Regions from separate parts of the Cricetulus griseus genome. Here region 1 is linked to region 2. A link is a contact called in public Micro-C data. All regions are on one chromosome and are shown on one strand. Each heading gives the region's core, a stretch centred on a gene start, on an enhancer-like site or on the middle of the called end of the contact. The rest is flanking DNA. Distances are from core to core; before and after follow the strand shown.

What was found. A called contact is a pair of places that touch in the nucleus more often than the background predicts.
Region 1: a contact with region 2 is called in a Micro-C map of the CHO-K1 cell line, with 2.6 times the contacts expected there. The contact joins the promoter of LOC113834001 here to the enhancer-like site in region 2. A contact is called at or near these places in 3 of 8 Hi-C or Micro-C datasets (the CHO-K1 cell line, fibroblasts and liver).

The regions. Positions count from the first base shown.
Region 1 is chr2:53,811,002-53,815,188 of CriGri-PICRH-1.0, forward strand. LOC113834001 (transcription factor AP-1) reads left to right here and starts at 1,415. Exons shown (of 2, transcript XM_027400431.2): 1 at 1,415-2,283; 2 at 2,401-4,187. The coding sequence starts at 2,505. The coding sequence ends at 3,509. LOC103159410 (a long non-coding RNA gene) reads right to left here and starts at 1,224. Exons shown (of 2, transcript XR_003482237.2): 1 at 333-1,224.
Region 2 is chr2:53,028,439-53,032,847 of CriGri-PICRH-1.0, forward strand. The region is part of intron 14 of Fggy (FGGY carbohydrate kinase domain-containing protein); the gene reads right to left. Among named protein-coding and RNA genes, the nearest start is that of Hook1, 95 kb to the left of the region's middle. Within about 2 kb of position 2,818, at least 1 of the 6 cell types and tissues checked has open chromatin away from gene starts, as enhancers often do.

The DNA.
Region 1 (4,187 bases), core at 165-2,664, 780 kb after region 2:
CAGCCCTTTGCTACCTTGCTCACCAGTTCCTGCCAAATCACAGCCCTGTAGCCTGGTACGGCGGGAAGGCCCAGGGGGAATGCCGAGGCCGGCAGGGAAGGGGACAGTGAGTTGACCAGCTTCTAGTACCGGCATCAAGGAAGGTAATACTAACGCCTGGCAGCCCGGTACGGTGGACCTCATCCGCTCTACTTGCAGATGAGGCCAATAAAGCTCAGAGAAGTTCCGAGATTGCAGTTAGGCCATGAGAGAACCGAGCTTGCCACCTCTTTAGTCCTAAGTGGTGGAGAATGGAGGTCGGATAGCAGAACCCTAGGACAAAAACCACTTACATGTGTCTAGCGCTTCCTAGAGGCCACACAGGATATGAATCCACCAGCGGGCGGGGAGGGGAGACTTTAGCCTGCTTCTACCAGGGACTCCCGCTTAGGCAGCGTGACTTTCGGGCGAGTCGGCGGCGGCTCTCAAGACTTGTTTTCCCAGAAGCAAATCAGGAGCTGGGGGGTGGGGGGTAGGGCGGGCGCGGGTTGCGTATGCGCGAGACGCGCCCGGGCAAAGGCGATCGCTGGGGTTTCCTGAGTTTTGAACCCTTAAATGTTGATTTTGACCCCCATGGATGCTGGGGTCGCCCCTTTATTTCACGTCTAGAAAGCGCGTCCCTCTGAGGCAAAGCGAGCCCCTCCCCGCATGTCTCCAGAGGGTGAAGTGTTGTGCCGAGGACCCTGACGAGTCGGTTCTTAGTACCGCAAATCTCTAGCTTCCAGGTAGAGCACACAGCGGCACAGATCCTCCTCTGGAACTTAACCAAGAGATAAACTTCCACGCGTGCTCAACGTGGGAGGGACACTCAAGCCCGTTCAACTTCAACACACTTTCTCGCTCCCGCACCCGGGGCGCACACAACCATCTTCACCCGCGCCGCTGCCTCCCGGAAGTGTGGGGGTGCAGAGCCTGCTGGAGCTCAGGTCGCTCAGCCCCTTCACGTGTGTGCGTGTGTGTGCGTGTGTGTGTGTGCTTGTGTGTGCGTGCGTGCGCGCGCGCCACCTCCACTCCCCACCCAGGCCTTCCGCCCGGGGCCACTAGCGAGCCTCCCCAGCTTTCTGGATGCCGGTGTCTCGATCCCCGTCCCCAACCCTGAACTTGAGCCCGCCTCCGACAGACGCCGCAAGGGTCCAGCCGACCCGGCAGCCTCCGTCACTAGACAGCCAAACCAAGACGTCAGCCCACAATGCACCGGGCGGGCCGGGAAAGACGCGCCGGGGAGGGAACCCGGGAACACAAGCCTGAGCGCCGCGCGGGAGGGGGAGGGAGGAGGAGAAAGAAGGGCCCAACTGTAGGAGCGCAGCGGAGCATTACCTCATCCCGTGAGCCTTCGCGGGCCCAGAGAAGAATCTTCTGGGGTGAGGTCTCCATGGCGACAGGCGGGCCCGCCCCCCTGAGAGCGACGCAGGCCAATGGGAAGGCCTTGGGGTGACATCATGGGCTATTTTTAGGGGTTGACTGGTAGCAGATAAGTGTTGAGCTCAGGCTGGATAAGAAGGACTCAGAGTTGCACTGAGTGTGGCAGAGACGTCCTGGCAGGAACGCGCTCAGACAGAGAGGCAGAGAGAGAGAGCGGGACGGACGGAAGGAAGGACGGACGTTCTCGGCCAATCTGGACGGCCGCGGACTCCGGGCTGCTCATCTGTTTGTCTTCATTTTCTCACCGACTACCTGGACCCAGCGCCCGCGGCTCCAGCACCGGTGTTTTGGGGAGCACTTGGAGAGTCCCTTCTCCCGCCTTCCCCGGAGAAGCAGCTCGCAAGTCCCTGCGCTGCTGACAGCATCGAGAGCGGTGCCTGCCCGAGCGAGGAAATAGGCGAGCGGCTACGCCGACCACCAACTTTCCTGACCCAGAAGACCGGGAACAAGTGGCCCGGAGCGAACTTTTGCAAACCTTTTCAGCGCCTTAGGCTGCCCCCGAGACCGTAAAGAAAGGGGAGAAGAGGAAGAACCCACACTCAGCCCCGCTCGCACAGGCGGCTGAAGTTGGGCGAGCGCTAGCCGCGGCCGCCGAGCGTCCCCCTCCCCCTCACAGCGGAGGAGGGGACAGTTGTCGGAGTCCGGGCGGCGGAGCCCGATCGCGGGCTTCCACCGACAGTTCCGTGACGACTGGTCAGCGCCGCCGGAGAGCTGCTGTCGCTGGAGCTGGTCTGCGGTCTCCGAGGAACTGCTACTACCCGAGAGCGCTCCGCGAGTGACCGCGACTTTTCAAAGCCCGGCAGCGCGCGGGAGCCGACCAACGTGAGTGAAGGCGGTACCTTAACCCTGCGCTCCCTGGAGCGAGCTGGGGAGGAGGGCGCAGGGGGGGAGCACTGCCGACCGGAGCGCGCGCTCTTAGACAAACTTTACTTGTCACAGACGCAGGGACGCGCGGGTGTCCCCCGCTTCCCAGCGCGCTGTTGCGGCCCCGAAACTTCAGCGCGCAGCCCAGACGAACCCCGCGTGAACTGACCGACCGTTCTATGACTGCAAAGATGGAAACGACCTTCTACGACGATGCCCTCAACGCCTCGTTCCTCCAGTCCGAGAGCGGCGCCTACGGCTACAGTAACCCCAAGATCCTGAAACAGAGCATGACCTTGAACCTGGCCGACCCGGTGGGCAACCTGAAGCCGCATCTCCGCGCCAAGAACTCGGACCTCCTCACGTCGCCCGACGTTGGGTTGCTCAAGCTGGCGTCGCCCGAGCTGGAGCGCCTGATCATCCAGTCCAGCAATGGGCACATCACCACCACGCCGACCCCCACCCAGTTCTTGTGCCCCAAGAACGTGACCGACGAGCAGGAGGGTTTCGCCGAGGGCTTCGTGCGCGCCCTGGCCGAACTGCATAGCCAGAACACGCTGCCCAGCGTCACGTCGGCGGCACAGCCGGTCAGCGGTGCGGGCATGGTGGCTCCCGCGGTGGCTTCGGTAGCCGGCGCCAGCGGCGGCGGCGGCTACAGCGCCAGCCTACACAGCGAGCCTCCGGTCTACGCCAACCTCAGCAACTTCAACCCGGGTGCGCTGAGCAGCGGCGGCGGGGCGCCCTCCTACGGCGCGGCCGGGCTGGCCTTTCCGTCGCAGCCCCAGCAGCAGCAGCAGCCGCCTCAGCCGCCGCACCACTTGCCCCAACAGATCCCGGTGCAGCACCCGCGGCTGCAGGCCCTGAAGGAAGAGCCCCAGACCGTGCCCGAGATGCCGGGAGAGACCCCGCCCCTGTCCCCCATCGACATGGAGTCTCAGGAGCGGATCAAGGCGGAGAGGAAGCGCATGAGGAACCGCATCGCCGCCTCCAAGTGCCGGAAAAGGAAGCTGGAGAGGATCGCCCGGCTAGAGGAAAAAGTGAAAACCTTGAAAGCGCAAAACTCGGAGCTGGCGTCCACGGCCAACATGCTCAGGGAACAGGTGGCACAGCTTAAACAGAAAGTCATGAACCACGTTAACAGTGGGTGCCAACTCATGCTAACGCAGCAGTTGCAAACGTTTTGAGGACAGAGTGTCAGGGCTGAGGGGCAATGGAAGAAAAAAAATATAACAAAGACAGACTTGAGAACTTGACTGGTTGCGAAAGAAAAAAAAAAGTGCCCGAGTACCGAAGCCAAGGGTACACGAGATGGACTGGGTTGCGTCCTGACGGCGCCCCCAGTGTGCTGGAGTGGGAAGGACGTGGCGCGCCTTGCCTTGGCATGGAGCCAGAGAGCGGCGGCCTGTTGGCTGCTAGGCTTTGCGATCGGGCTGTGCCCGCGAGACCAGAACGATGGACTTTTCGTTAACATTGACCAAGAACTGCATGGACCTAACATTCGATCTCATTCAGTATTAAAGGGGGGCGGGGAGGGGTTACAAACTGCAATAGAGACTGTAGATTGCTTCTGTAGTGCTCCTTAAGAACACAAAGCAGGGAGGGCTAGGGAGGGGAGGGAGGCTCGTGAGTGCCAGGCTAGACTGCAGATGAACTCCCCTGGCCTGCCTTCCTCAACTGTGTATGTACATATATATTTTTTTTAATTTGATGAAAGCTGATTACTGTCAATAAACAGCTTCCTGCCTTTGTAAGTTATTCCATGTTTGTTTGTTTGGGTGTCCTGCCCAGTGTTGTTTGTAAATAAGAGATTTGAAGCATTCTGAGTTTACCATTTGTAATAAAGTATATAATTTTTTTATGTT
Region 2 (4,409 bases), core at 1,568-4,067:
GCCACGCGATCACATAGGCAGTTATGGAGGTGGGACTAGAACTAAGGCTGCCTAACTCAACACCTCACCTTTTAGATCTATAACCCTAAACTGCCCCAGGGCTGACTGGAGGCTTGTGGCAGGAGCTAAAGGAAAATTGGTGTGTCCCAGTGGGGAGCACAGCATGAAATTTTTTTCATTGTCTGTGTTAGTCATCTATGAGACTAGCAGGAGTGTCTGAGTTCTCAGATACCATGTGCATGGCTGCTTACTTTTTCAACCAGGCTATTTATCACTGCCACTAGAAGAAGTGGCTAAAATGAGAAGCTTGCTCATATCTTCACTGTGGTGACAGTCATAATGGTGGAGCACAGATGAACAGAAAAAAAGAAGGAATTCTGATGTATACAGCAACATGGATGGACGGGGAGCACACTGTAATACTAGGAATAAACCAGTTGCCAAATGGCACGTGCTATTTAATGCTGTCATTACAAGGTAACTAGGGATGTTGAAAGCAGTGAGGTGCTGGCTAGGGGCTGTGGAAGGGGCTATGCAGAATTGCTATTTAAGAGTCTATAGAGTTTAGTCCACACGGTGAGAAAAGTTCTGCAAACAGACGCTGCTAACAGTAACACAGCAGTGTGAATGATGTCCACTCCATGAAAGAGGAGTTTTCAAAAAGGGTTAAGATGCTGAATGCTATATATGTGTGTGCATTTTACCCTAATTAAAACAGACAAGAGAATGTTGCCTGGACCACCTCCAACAGTGGTCATTTGCAACATTTTCTTCACCATACATTGTGAAGTACAGCCTTCAACATCTTTATCATTTTCAAAGTATAAGGGCTTCTGTGGGATTTTCATGCCATTTCCATGGAAAGTTGGGAAGAAACAGGTGACTCCATAGAGTTTTACATCTGCATGTCTTGCATGATTTCTGACCAGCGATGAGCTTGCTGCCTATCAAGTTCTTGCCCTTCCTGGGTCTCAACTTGCTGTCTATGAAGGAGATTCTTGAAGGACCCCTCTTATCCTGACTGATAACTATTTTCCAAATGCTAATCCCAGGCCTCTCTCATGAATACACTGCTCATTATTGGCACTCTTCGGATTTTTTTCTTCATTTTTTTCAGCCTTGGTCACTTCTAAGTACCTCCACTAGGTGCACTTGGAGGATGTCGTGAGGTAAGCAGACAGGAGGCTCTCAAGTGGGGGACCCTTGAAGGAGCATTGGGGTGGGTGTTGGAGGCCATGATGTTTAGGCCAGGTTCTGCCACCTGCTTGCCATGTGAATCTGGAAGGAAGGAAGCGTTTACTGGGGCCTTCTATGCAAGGAGGTATTTTCACACATATTATCTTATTATTTCACAAAACTTTGGTAATTTACATACCATTTTCACAATCGTTTCCATACCTAGGTGTTACCTGAATTCATGGGGATAGGGCTATCTTTCAAAATTCTGACTAAAAGTACCTTTTCCCTTAAAACATGTTCTCATTTTGAGCAAAGATACTCATAAAAACTCAGGTGTGATTCCAGCTATTTGTATTTTTCAGGAAAGAAATGACTAGCAAAGAATCAGATGATAGTGCTGGAAAGTGCCCTGAGAGCCAGCTATGCTTTATACATTCTGGCTGATGTCACTTTTTCCTATTTTACTGCATTTCTGTTGCTCAATACCAGTACAAGGAATTTAGTACCTGACCCAAGCTGGATCCAGGGTAGGGACTGTCTCAGCCTTGCCTGTTATTGTTTCTCTACCATCCAGCACCTAGTTACTGTTGTTCTTTTATTTAAGTAGACACATAAGTTGGGAGGATTGGTAGGAATCTTCAGGTTCCTTTTATGGTACTGATTATCATGCTTGAGAACCTTACCACTGGTTTACACAGCATCTACCATTCTTTGGTGTAGGGAGACACCCTAGCCCCGCCCTGGGACAGGTACCAGGTGGACCCGGGACTCGCCTATAAGGGCGTGGTGTAGGAAAGCCAAGGTGACATAAGGGAGGCTTCTTAAAGATGGCTTGTGGAGACCCGAGCCCTTTTTGTTCTGGTCGCGCTTGCTGGGTTCCTGTAACCTCGCTCCGGCCTGCGTTTTGCCCTGGTGTTTTCTTGAATAAAGAGACTTTAATCTATCACTTTTGTCCTTAGGAAACATTAGCAAAATGCCAATTCCTTGGTTAAAAAATTGGGGGACTGGGCAATGGTGGTGAATGTCTTTAATCTCAGCACTTGGGAGGCAGAGACAGGTAGATCTCTGGGAGTTCCAGGGTAGCCTATTTTACTGAGCGAGTTCCAAGACAGCCTCCAAAACTACAAAGAAAACCTGTCTTGAAAAAAGAAACCAGGGGGAGGGGACCATTCTACCTGCATACCTGCCCAATTCAGGAGACTCAAAAGAATATTTATATATTAAAGCCTCGATGGAATCTTGCTATGAAGACATCTAGTTAACTTGAGGATTTCCCATATGGGATTTCCAAGCGCTATCTTTTCATGTTTATCAGTGCACACTGGGAAAACACAACCTGTGAAGAACTTGGATTTTGTTTGTTATTTGTTTTTTAGTAAAATTTCCTCCTGTTTCTATCAATTCTTTGCTCTAGTTCTCTTTTCCCACCAAAAACAGCATAGAGATAAGGGTAGGCCCACAAATGCCCCCCCCAAAACCAAAAGACATTGAAGACATGACACCTCCCACAGTAAAAGGGCATGTGAATGATCTGAGCATTCTAAAAGGGCTGAAACATCTGGTGACTGTGAATACCCCATCAGTCCCTCCAGAGCTGCTGAGTTTTGACATACACATGTCATTTCAAGTGCTCTTCCTCCTTCTTCCCCTTTGGCCATCACTGCTGTTAACACTGGTGGCAGTCTGCCAGAGCAGCCAGCCTTTCAGTGCTCTTCCTGGACTCATTTATTTAAGCCTCACCTCCCACCCTACTGAGAGTGTGTTGGTGTCATCGCCATTTTCCACGGGGCAAACTGAAGTGCAGAGAGAATGAATAAGGCCCAAACTGTGTAAAACAGGCAGAGCATTTTGCAGATTTGTAATAGGAAACATTGCTGGGAAAGGCTCTGGCCTTTTTACTAAGCTGAAGCACAGAGAGCAGTCTGGTATACCTGGCTCCAGTGTGAGTTCTTCCAAACCTGGCTGGATAATGTTAACAACACCAGCAGTACAGTTTATTAAGCACATCCTTATCCCTCATTATATTAAACCTCCTGACAATGCTAACAAAACATCACTTCTCTATTTCACAGAGTTTTGAATGGACTTCCACAAAGCTTTTACAGTAATACTGACTTAATGACTACGTCTCACGTTTATCAGTTGACTTGCTCAAGGCAACATAGCTCATAGGGTACAGTTAGGGCTAAGCCTAAGTCGATGCCAAGCTCAAGTCTGTCCCACCCTCTAAGATGGGTCTCTCTAACATGCCTCTAGCATGATCAGACCAGCTGTGGCAGAGAGGTTTACAGCATCAGCTTGGTATTCTGTTGATGTAGCTTTTTAAAGTGATTCAACATCCAACATTAATTATCTCCTATTGCCATGGTGATGGCTTATTACTGCTGGAAGGCTACCACCAGATGGCCAGTGCAAAAATATTTTCCTTCTTTTCCTACATACTCTCCAGCAACTTGGTTTTGGTTGTTTTTGTTTTGCCCTTTAACCTAACGGAATGAGGTGCTTACCACATGTTATGATTCAGGGCTTCTCACACTCGGATCCAGCTTGGATGTTCAGGAGATGCTCCCTTTTCTCAGAAGAGAAGGCTGCCTGACCAGCTTTGGTTCAAGAATCATCTCTGACACCTACCAGTTCTCTCGTTGTGAACAACTTAAGTATGTTCCCTGAACCTTGTTTGTTTCATTTGGAATAAGGAGGCCTAACAGGCAGGGCTAGGTTTTGAAATTTATATAATCAGTGTGAAGGCACTCACGTAAAATTTAGAATGTGATGTATACATAAGAAACAGGAGTAACAGTTGTGACAATGAACATAATAGTGATGAGTATCATTTTCAGAGATGGGATGAGACAGAGTCAGGACTCAAAGTCATTTATATTCATCCAGCTATCAATCATTCTAATTGGTTCTTCCATTAAACCTGTTCTTTTCCTCTATAACTCTTGACCCAAGCTACAATATATATTTACACTCATTGTTTCATCATCTTGTTCACTCAGTTGTAGATGTCACAAGGATTTTGCTTATCCAAATACCTAGGGGGTGCTTGCTTAATGAATGAAAAAGATTTCTCAAACAGTATCTCTGTGTCTGGCTGTGTTAGACACTGGAGATAGGGAAATGGCTTAAGCAAAATCCTTACTCTTGGAGATTTTACACAAAGGGTCTTTATCAAGGACAAAAATGAAGGAAATGGAGCATCTACCACTGACTCCATCAATCTAATG